Linked DNA regions of Drosophila melanogaster: regions 2 and 3 are each linked to region 1. A link is a contact called in public ChIA-PET and HiChIP or PLAC-seq data. All regions are on one chromosome and are shown on one strand. Each heading gives the region's core, a stretch centred on a gene start, on an enhancer-like site or on the middle of the called end of the contact. The rest is flanking DNA. Distances are from core to core; before and after follow the strand shown. Region 1 overlaps spri (sprint). Region 2 holds the start of spri (sprint). Region 3 holds the start of CG32687.

Evidence for each region. ChIA-PET counts read pairs in DNA pulled down with a chosen protein or histone mark. HiChIP or PLAC-seq counts read pairs in DNA pulled down with a chosen protein or histone mark.
Region 2: a contact with region 1 is called in an RNA polymerase II ChIA-PET map of the S2 cell line, with 5 times the contacts expected there. The contact joins the promoter of spri here to the enhancer-like site in region 1. A contact is called at or near these places in 22 of 107 Hi-C or Micro-C datasets (the D17-c3 cell line, the Kc167 cell line, the OSC cell line and 10 more) and 4 of 6 datasets of contacts at active chromatin or transcription factors (the Kc167 cell line and the S2 cell line).
Region 3: a contact with region 1 is called in a Psq HiChIP or PLAC-seq map of the Kc167 cell line, with 4 times the contacts expected there. The contact joins the promoter of CG32687 here to the enhancer-like site in region 1. A contact is called at or near these places in 1 of 1 datasets of contacts at CTCF or cohesin (the Kc167 cell line), 11 of 107 Hi-C or Micro-C datasets (the Kc167 cell line, the S2 cell line, the Sg4 cell line and 4 more) and 5 of 6 datasets of contacts at active chromatin or transcription factors (the Kc167 cell line and the S2 cell line).

What each region holds. Positions count from the first base shown.
Region 1 is chrX:10,540,459-10,543,772 of dm6, reverse strand. All of the region lies in intron 4 of spri (sprint), which reads left to right. Among named protein-coding and RNA genes, the nearest start is that of CG15296, 24 kb to the left of the region's middle. Within about 2 kb of position 1,387, at least 9 of the 39 cell types and tissues checked have an H3K27ac peak or open chromatin away from gene starts, as enhancers often do. A contact at or near this core is called in the D17-c3 cell line, the Kc167 cell line, the S2 cell line and 1 more, where this site is marked.
Region 2 is chrX:10,583,831-10,587,366 of dm6, reverse strand. It overlaps spri (sprint), which reads left to right and starts at 1,945. Exons shown (of 11, transcript NM_001272487.1): 1 at 1,945-2,041; 2 at 2,294-2,457.
Region 3 is chrX:10,485,683-10,489,112 of dm6, reverse strand. CG32687 reads left to right here and starts at 1,908. Exons shown (of 4, transcript NM_001272483.1): 1 at 1,908-2,257; 2 at 2,380-3,402. The coding sequence starts at 2,867.

The sequences.
Region 1 (3,314 bases), core at 138-2,637:
CTGCGATGAGGCGGGGAGGATTGGCGCCTTCGATATCGACGGTCAATCGATGATGTCTCCCAAAAAAAAAATAAGCGACAATGACAATTTCTTTGTAATTTGTTTGTCTGCTCCCCGAAGTTGTGGTTTCCCCCCTTCCACTATCACAACTTTATCTACACTGACAAATAGGCAGATATCAAATCAGAAGGCACAAAGAAAAGATGCAAGAATCAATTATCAATTGAATCTGTTAATAACGTTAAAGCTGACTAGATTCTACAGAGTACAAAAAGAATAGGCTTCCCGAGTTCCCATATTTATATCATCATATTTGTATATTTTTTTTCACTGTGCATTTACTGGACAAACATTCAAATAGATTTTGAAAAGCAAACTGATGATAAATAATGAATTTAACCGCAGGCCAACTGAAAAGTCAATAGCAACAAATTGCAGTCTTTGGAAGAGAATACGTACGTTTCCCCATTTCCTTTTTGATTTTTTCCCCCGATTTTGTTATCAGCTGCGGGCCAATTTGAACAACTTTCGTTCTCGTTCATTCATTTGCTTTCCCAAGAGCAGGGGCACCCACCTGTCTTATCAACAGAGTCTCCCCTTCTATTCGAATTCATAACCCATTTTGTAGGAAACAGTAGTGCCCATTACGAGTCTTACATCCAATAAGCGATTACGAAACTCCTCGCTGGTATCTCAATAAGTTTTACATACATATGTACATAGTACATTGCGTAATTCCTCAGAGAAATAATGGGATTTCAATGCGTATCGCAATTGTAGCAATCGGCGTTCATTTAATTGTTTAAGAATTTGATGGGGAAACATAAGAGGATTTGTGCAGCTTAAATTGTTTTTAAATAGTGGTTCACAATTTTGATTGACAGATTTCCTAAGAGTTCAGTTGAATGAATTTCTTGCATATATTTAGAAATACACTATAAATATTATCCTTTGATGCATAACTTACGTTATGACTCGAAGAGCTTGAGTTGTAAATAAAACATTAAAAATTCATTAATGATATTAAATCATTTAAAAACCTATTTGGGCAAATTAAAATCACTGTGGCCACCGAAAATCCATGAACCTCTTGTAAGCAGCGTTTAACTTTATTTTCAGGGTCTCCAACTCATATAATTGCGATCTTTTAGTATCTCTCAATTGAAACTTGTTGCAAAGAGGCAAAGGGGCGGGGCTATGACAAGCATCAGCTCAGTTCAGTTTTTTTTTATGTTTTGCTGTAATTTTTTGGTCTTTTTCAACTCACTTCCGCGTGCTCTTTGTACTTCTGCCTTGGCATCTTCTTTGCGTTTTGTTCAAGATATACTTCAGACGTTGACGACGCACTGCAAATTGTGGGTTGTCAGGGGGTTTTCGGTGGCTTTGCGCGGTTGAGGGGCTATTCCGGGGGCTAAAAACTAAAAACCCGATGGAATGGGCGATCCAGAGATGCGAGATTGTAGCTGAAAGGCGGCATCAGACGATGACGAAGTCGCGACGTTCATTTCCCATCTTGAACTCGCGACTGGGCCCCGTTGTCGTTGGCAATATTTAATCAAGCCAAGAAGCCAACTGGAAGCAGCCGCCTACAGGGTGAAACACCAACAACCAAACAACCAACTCAAAATCAAAATCGAAAACAAAAACCAGAATGAAAATCAGCGAAAGACAAAGCCAACTTCTTGTTGCCGATGATGCTATTGATAGAGTTCGCCATGAGTGAGCTCGTCTATCTGTAAGATACGTAGATAAACTTGCAATCTGTGTGCGTGGGTGGTTGTCGGACCAAACCCGAACTCAAACCCATGCCGATTCCCAAACCCAAACCCTCGAAATATATGTGTATATCCATTGCGACAGCTTGGCACCCCACGTACAAAACAGGTGACCACATGAGTTGTGGTTAAATTAATATCTAGATATGTTGCAGAGGTGGTTCTTTAAGATACTTTTATAATCCGTAAAGTATTTCTCATTGAAAACCGAACAACGAAGTGTTTGTAATCCATTTGAAAGTGTTTCTGATACTTTATTGAAATATTATTACAGAATTTACAAATCAAAGTATGTTTGCTCTCTCATTTTCGATTATTTTAACTTTTAAGTGTTATTAAAATTGACTTTTGCTTTTTGTTGTTGTTTCTTTTTGAAGCATTTTCAATAAAGTAGATGTCACTCAAATGATAAAATCGTGAATCGTTAGGCTTTTAGTGGCCTTTTTTTTATGGAATATCAAAACCGCAGTGGCTGAAAGTTATTTATTTTTTACTTTTATTACTTTTATGTTGATTGCAATCAAATTGTGAAGCTGCATTTGACAATCCACTAGCTTTCCCAGCTATCGAAATGTGACTAAAAGCGTTTAATAATAGAGAAACAGCTGCTAGCTAAATTTTACAATTTACTTAACCAGGCGCATTCGACTTGAATTATCTATCGTTGTCCAAATATATATAGCAGTATATCTCAATTTATTTATACCGGTTGAGATTTAGGAGTTTCCCAAGACAGATGTTGTTGTCGCTGCGCCAAGAGCAACTTTCTATGCCACAAAAGCGGCAGTAAATTGTAGTTAATGATCCTTTTGTGGATTTCCCTCAGGTAATGGGATAATGAGCTTTCCTCATCGCCGCCGCGAATTTCCTCCCTCTCCCCAAAGGAGGCGGAAAATGTTAATTTCTTTATGATATTTTCGCGCGAACTAAATGAAGCGTTTAATATGCAAGCGTAAATGCTAAATAAAATATAAAAATGGATTATCTTCGACAGACGAAAATTGAAAGATAAACTGGTGGAAGAAAGTGGCGGGAAAACCCAAAATCTCTGCCTTAGAAATGTCAACGGGCGTGAAAGTGACAGGAGAATGAGGGTGGAGTGTTTTTCTTCTTTTCATTTTTATCATTCGCTTGAGGGGTGTGGCAGCAATCAAAGTTGAAAATTAGGCAATAAAATTAAACGAACGGCAACGAAACCGGCGGAATTAAAGGAGCGGGACATAACCTTTTGCTTTTTTTTTTTTGTCTTCTCACAATAAACACAAATAAAAGAGCCACGAAAAACGAAAAGAAATTGCCGCAAATGGTGGAAAAATTGACATGCCACATGGCCAAGTTGAAGTTTGAGAGCGGCGTTGCCGCACTTCTCCTTCTCTTGGCACCCCGATTTTTTCCACTTCTCGTGTTTTATTTTCGGGGGAGTGTATTATGCGGCCATAAACTATACCCCCAAAGACACTAGGCCAGGTAAACATAGCTTAGGCTAACTCAACGATTGATTTACCAGCAAGTTTGTTGCCTGACAACAGTTGGTTTTGG
Region 2 (3,536 bases), core at 696-3,195, 43 kb before region 1:
ATGGTAAGCATCGATATTTTGAGGGCATCTATGATAATCAGCGTTTTAATTCTATTTTTCCGACCTGTTATAATTTATTATAAAGTTATAATTTATCTAGTTATGAATTTTCATATATTTATTTACCATTTTTTTTTTTTTTTAATTTTTGAGATGGTCAAGATCGCAGGTGAAGGAATAATAACTATCAGAGGGTAATGTGACTTCGAGACCAGCCCTTTTCTTCGGTTTCTTGCTGAATTGTGCACGGCAAAAACAATTACAATTTCGCAAACAAAGATAATTTGCGAATGAGATCGACGACACGACACAATGGCACTTTACAACAACAAGAAGAACAACACGACAAATGGGGCGGGTATGGGGGTCTGTCAAGAAAACCTGAATTTCGAAATGGAAGGGCTAAAAAAAAGGTGAAAAATCAGAAATCAGAAGCTTCTTTCCAATTCCAGAAGTCAAAACGCTAATCGGTAATCGACAATTGCTTATCGGTCATCGACAGTTTTCGCGTTTTCAAATTGTTTGTGGCTGGCAATACAAGGTGAATTGTAAAAAAAAAAAATTAATAAGTGCGAGCAAAAAATGCGATCACATAGCAAACAAAGCTGCAAATCAAGCGAAACAAACACGTCGCCCTCTTAACAAGATATAACCGGGTTAAGCACAATAATATATCTTTTAATATAAATACTTATTCATATACGATAGTAAAACTGATAAAAGATAATTTTCAAGAGAATCTGTTAAGATTGTGAACCAAAGTCTGTGCATTCAATTTCCAGCTAAAACCAAACAACGAAAGACAAAAAGAACAGATTGCTAATTAAAATTTATGGGTGTCATAATTTTCCGACAATTAAAAGTCTCATTTTACAGCAAGAAATATTGATTTGGTCAGCAGTACCATGTGAAAAAATATTACTGATATATTGCAAAACAACCATTTTAGATTTCCATGTGCCATAGCTTTGGCTTTCAGCTATAACTTGTTTTAAACAATATAAGCTTATTTTGCATTACACGTTTAATTAAATTGGGACAGCATAAATTTTTGATAATTACAAGCACCTTTTCCAAAATCGAAAGTAAATCAGCACCTGCCGTTTAATAATTCACTTTGGTGAGCAATATTTATTTTTTGCCAACTCCGCGCTTTTTTAAAGAAAATTTTGTAACCGTAAAACACCAATATAACAATCCATTGCATTCATAGTAATTTCCATTTTAAAACATTGTTAATTTACGGAAAGAATAGTTTAGGAAACTTTTAATACAGTAAGTTGACTTAGTAGCAGAAGAATAAACTTTAATATTAAATATTTCTTTAACAAAGTTAAAAACTTTGCTATCTTCCTTACAACCTATGTTAACCACAGTGACAACAATGATCTATGAGTAAGCGTAAAGTTTGCTTAATACATTATATTATAGTTTTGATATTATACTTTCATAAATTAGTATGGTTGGGTAAATGGTTGTAATTAATATATTGAAAAATGTAAGATCTTATGACTGACATGTGACCACAATAGAGTTAAGTTTAAGTTCTTTTTTAATATAGTTTAACTATTAAGCTATTACTCCATGGTTTCATATATCTTGTGGAGTAAAGTGCTGTTAACATGTTCTGTAAACATATGATACAACTTTCCTTAACTCTTCGACCATTGTGCTGTTAAGTTAAAAATACCTCTTAATATACTTTTATTATTGATAAATAGTTTAGATTCATATACATATCTTGTGGCGCAAAGAACTTTTAACATTATCCATCAACTGAATGGAGAGTTTTCAGTAGGAGTGTGACCACTGTGCGCCATCGTTTCGCATCTCGTAATTTTGCTTGTGTTGTTGCTGTTGTTGTTGCTGCTGCTATTATCGCAGCGAGTTGTTGCTGCCGGCGACGATCTTCGTTTTGTCGGCGGCTTCAGTTCAGTTCAGTTTAGTTCGAGTTCGCACTCGGCCACAAACGGTCGGTCGGTCGGTCGGTTGTTCGTTCGTTCGTTCGCTGAAGGAGAATTGTGGAGAAGAAATTGAACCCGTAATCTTCGGAATCCGTAAAGCCGTAGTCCCGTAGTCGTAAGGCGATCGCGAGAATTGAAATTGTGCTGCAACTCAAGTAAAATAATATTGTGTCGCACAAGATCACTGCGTGTCGCGCTCAATTAAATACACATCTTTTTTTTTATATTTTTCCCCCGGTCTTTATTTATTTTTTTTTGTTTAATTTTTTTTATTTGCGCTACAACGTTGTTATTTATATTTAATTGTTTTGTAACAACAACAACAACAGCAGCCGAGTTAAGTGCGAAAAGTGAAGTGAAGTTTGTCGGCGAGTGAGTGCGAGTGCGCACAAAAATTGGAGCAGGTTCCAGAGATCTTGAGATCTTCAGAACTAGAGATTCCCAGTTCCTAGGCTCCCGGGTTGCGACTTTTGGCGGCATTGGCGTTCCCCTGGTAATTTAATTGAAAGTGATGATCGTAGCCCATCCATAAAGCCACTTACCGGTAGTTCCCCCATCCTTTCACAAGTTCAAGTTCACCGACCACGCGGACTCCTTTTTTCGCTCTTCCACCCGCTCTCTCTTCTCACTCTATCTCTCTTGATCGCTTGCCCTTCTTTCACTCGAAGAAAATACAGTGCACACTCGAGATGGTGAATTTGGATTGGCCATTAATTGCTCCCAGTTTGGGTTATCATACTAAATCTTTGTACAATATCTTTGGAAAAAGATTAAAACCTAACTTTAAATAAATAGTAATAATTACTGCTGTACAACTATTCTTTTTTTTTTCTGAGTGAAAAGCTCTTTTGTCTTTCTCGCCAAAAGTGCGTTGGATTTCTTTACATTGTGCCTGGTTCTCTTCGGTTTACACACTCGGTACATTGCACCCTTGGTCCCTGTTTCCTTTAGTGTCGTCTTTCGCTTTCAATGCATTTTGACAGTGGATTGCTAATCGGCCAGGTATTCGCAGGCCACCTTATAGCACCTACCATATATACCCATCGTACATCTACATACCATTCATACATACAATCGCATTCGCATTCGTATATTCGCATTCGCATTCCTGTCGCCGTTGTCATTTCCTCACCTCATCGGGCACCGCCCTCTTGCTTTCACGCACCTGATGATAAACGGCTCAAATTTTGATAATGTGTACGGATTGTGCTGCAAATTGCTCAAATGGCTAATCAGCTGTTGCTAGCACATATGTATAACCCCCTATACTCCATATCTTTCCAATGAAATCGGCGGGAAATTGGCTTTGTCTCGAGTCTTATCGCATGCCAAAAAAAAAAAACGAAAAATCAAAAGGCAAAAACCCAAAACTTAAGTCTGAGCTCCAAGTCTAAACCAAAACCGCAACATCATCTCAATATTTCCTTAACCACAAGTGCACAGAGCAAACAAGGTCTACTATTACTATTGACTAATTAGGCATTCTTAAGATATAAAAATATATAAATAGAGCAAAATGGTATAACAATTATAATCTATATTATCTAACATAATATCCAAAACCGTGGTGTG
Region 3 (3,430 bases), core at 659-3,158, 55 kb after region 1:
ATTTTACAAAATCCGTTTAAAAGTGATAGGGGTTGTTAGTATTGGTCGTAAGGAGTATAAAATGGTACATCTTTTTGCTCTGCGACCATTTTTAGTCAAGTTATAGCCAAAAAAGCCAACTTGAAAAATGAGTTTTTTGCCAAAATTAGTTCCCCAGTTTTTTGGTGTAAATATATTTAGTATTTTGATCAAAACAACGGAAATAATTACCCAAATATGGAATGTCATACCTCGTTGAGTTTGTTTTTTAAATCCCAATCGATTTGCATTTAATTTTGAGGGAAAAAAAAAACTCGAAAATTTGCCCAAAACATTTATTTTACAAAATAAATTTACCAAAAAAAGTATTTTACTGGATCATCTAAAAAGAGATAGGGATCGCTTGTCTGGGTAATTAATAAAATTGTTAATCTTTTGTCTTTCTGACTGCTTAGTTCAGAAATTAAATCTACGTACATAAATCTACCAAACATTCAACATTCCAATTCTCAATTATCTTCGATCCGATTTAGGCATGTCCTTTCTCCGCGCCGAATTCTTGTGACTCCAATTGGGTTAATAACTTTTGAAAATGGTCTAAGAACTTTTCCTTTGTTTTGCTTTCGTGCAACAATTGTAAATTGATACAGATTGGAGTTTGAGCAAGCCATAAATTTTTGGTTTAATTATAAATAGATAGCAACGATCGCCATCGCTGGCCAGTCGCGATCGCAGCGGCTCTTGATTTTTGATATTTGGAGTGTGCTCTTATCACCGCGACACAGCGACAGCAACAAAAAGCTCCAGTGACGCGATAATAAACAATTATTGCCAGGCCAAATGGTTCCAGAGCCCCAATGGTCCCATCCCCCCTGGCGAAGAAGAAGATTAAGAAGCCAAACATTGGTGCACAGGGAGAAATAGGGATAGTTTTTGCCATAGTTCCAGAAGTACAGTTTCTCTGGAGCTCTATAAGCTTAAAGTTTTCATTTCGAAAGTTCAATTATCTCGTACATAGCTTCCAAAGTCCATTGCTAACCACTCGAATTCTTCAGCATCCTTTCAAACTACCATTTAGCCTTGTTGATCGCGTAACTTTATGATGAAAACATTTTCCCACCATATTTTGTTGATAAACAACACATGCGATCCCATTTTTTTGAAACGTGCAAAAACAAACGACTACCCAGAAGGGGCGGTGCGATGTTTTGATTAGAAGCCTCTAAGTACAGAAAGTCAGGCGGGCAATAAAAACAAAAGATTGACGAGAGTAAATATATATTGATTGCACGGATGAAGTGGGCTGTTCGATAACTTTACGAAAGTCCCATAACCAACTGGTGATTGGTCGATTGGCCTATTCGTTGGCCAAGTGGTAAGGTTGCGAAATGGATTAAGGGCCACAGTCGACGGTGTGCCATAAAATTTGCTCAGCTCCCGGCGCTCGTGTGATCAATCGATTCGATCTTTAAGCGCTGAAACCGCAGTGGCAGTTTCTAGACTTTGTTACCAAGCTATGGTTAATTTGTAAAGTTTGATTGATCCAGTATGTTACTTCATCTTCCTAAAAAAGTATTTTACTTTTCACAAAACTTGATGGCAGTATTTGTATTAGTTTAATAATAGTTTCTATTAAGTTTTTTATGAAAGTTGCCTAGCTGAAATAATTTGTTTGTGAAAATTTAGCCACTTCCTAACATAACCCCATTCAAGTTAAGTCTCATACAATTGTAATAAATACCTAATCACCTTATAAAGTTTATTCAACCATAACATCCGGGTTCCCCGTATATTTTATTCACTCTCAGATAGGAAAACCTCTTAGCAAAGGATCCCACTTGCTTTAATACTATTTATATTGTTGTATTATAATTGCAGCACAAAGTGGAAACCATAAACAAATTCAATAAAATAATTAATGTCAAATAATTGATAATGTCAAAAGTATTTATATGGCTGCCCAGAAGTAAGACGACATCTGTATGGTCTACCCAGTTGTTTCCTCCCACCGATAAGCGCTTGTCCCACCCAAAACGCACTCCAACTGTTTGGGCCACCCACGCGAAATCCGTGTACCTTTGGCCCAGGGTAACAGAACCAGTATTAGTTATATTACACATACTATAGCCAGCCAGAATCAAGAACGTGCTAGTTATCGCATTACGCATACGCCTCGGATGCGGAGGGTGAGCAGGTGCAGTGTCTGCATATCTATTTGTTTTGGCAAAACAATCGGAAATCTTACAGAACATTATACATATGTTGATTATGATATTCAGTAAGTAAGCCTTATTTATTGTTTGCTTCCATTCTTACTGATTACTTTACACTAAAGTGTGTCAAATATCGCTCATCCGTCACGTTGTACATAATATTATGTTTCTTAACATTGCTTCACAGAATAACGAACTTTGTCCCACTGTGCGGTGAGAGCGAGAGAAACCGCCTAGCTGGCGCATTGGCAATCTGAGACCCAACCGAAGATCCAATCGCTTGGAGGTGATATAGTACTCAATATAAAGTCGTACTGTCGGCTTGGCGATCCGAACTGAAAAGCTAGCCGTCGCATAAGCGAAACAAAAACCAAACCACTTGGCATTCGCGCTGGGCGAGCTGAACAGTGCGAGCGTCAAGTGTCGCGACGGTTTTTTATATAAATTAATTCATATTTTCCGCTGACATCCCATACCACACCGCACCACACCACACCACACCATACTATACACATTCACATCTGTTTTTTGTTTTCGTTTGCGTTGCGGTTTTTTTTTGTGTGTGCGCGAGAGCGTTTCGATTTGGATCATCTCGAGATCAGATCAGTTGTAAACAAAGAGATCGTGCGTCCAGTCAATCCAGTGAGCAGCAAGTCACCAGGAGAAGATCAGCCATGGAGGTGTACACGTCGGACAGTTCGGACACGGATTCGCGGGAGCAGAAGACACTGGACTTTGGCCGTATGAGCCTGGACCTGGTCACGCTGGAGGATCACCTGGCCTCGCCGCAGAAGGCTCTGCTCAAGTCCAGTGGCGACATCGAGACCATGCTGCTCAATCACAATCGATTGGTCGGCTTGCCCCGTCTACTGCTGCAGTTCGGCAATCTGAAGATTCTGGATCTCAGCTCGAATGCAATCACCACGCTGCCGGATGCCGTCTGCCAACTGCCGCTGGTCACCCTGATAGCCAAGAATAACCTGCTGACCAATGCCTCGCTGCCCAAATCGCTGCTCACCAAAATGGCCAATGGCAATGGCAACGGCAATGCCACCGGTGGCACCAACTCCACGCTCAAGGAGCTCAATCTGAGTGGCAATCAATTAACCCACTTTCCGGAACAGGTCACCGAGCTGCGCCACCTCAAGTACCTCTATCTGGGCGGTAACAAGATCTCCAGCGTCTCGAAGGATATCTGGAAGATGCAAAGGTATGTATGTGCTAGTCGATCGTTTGTT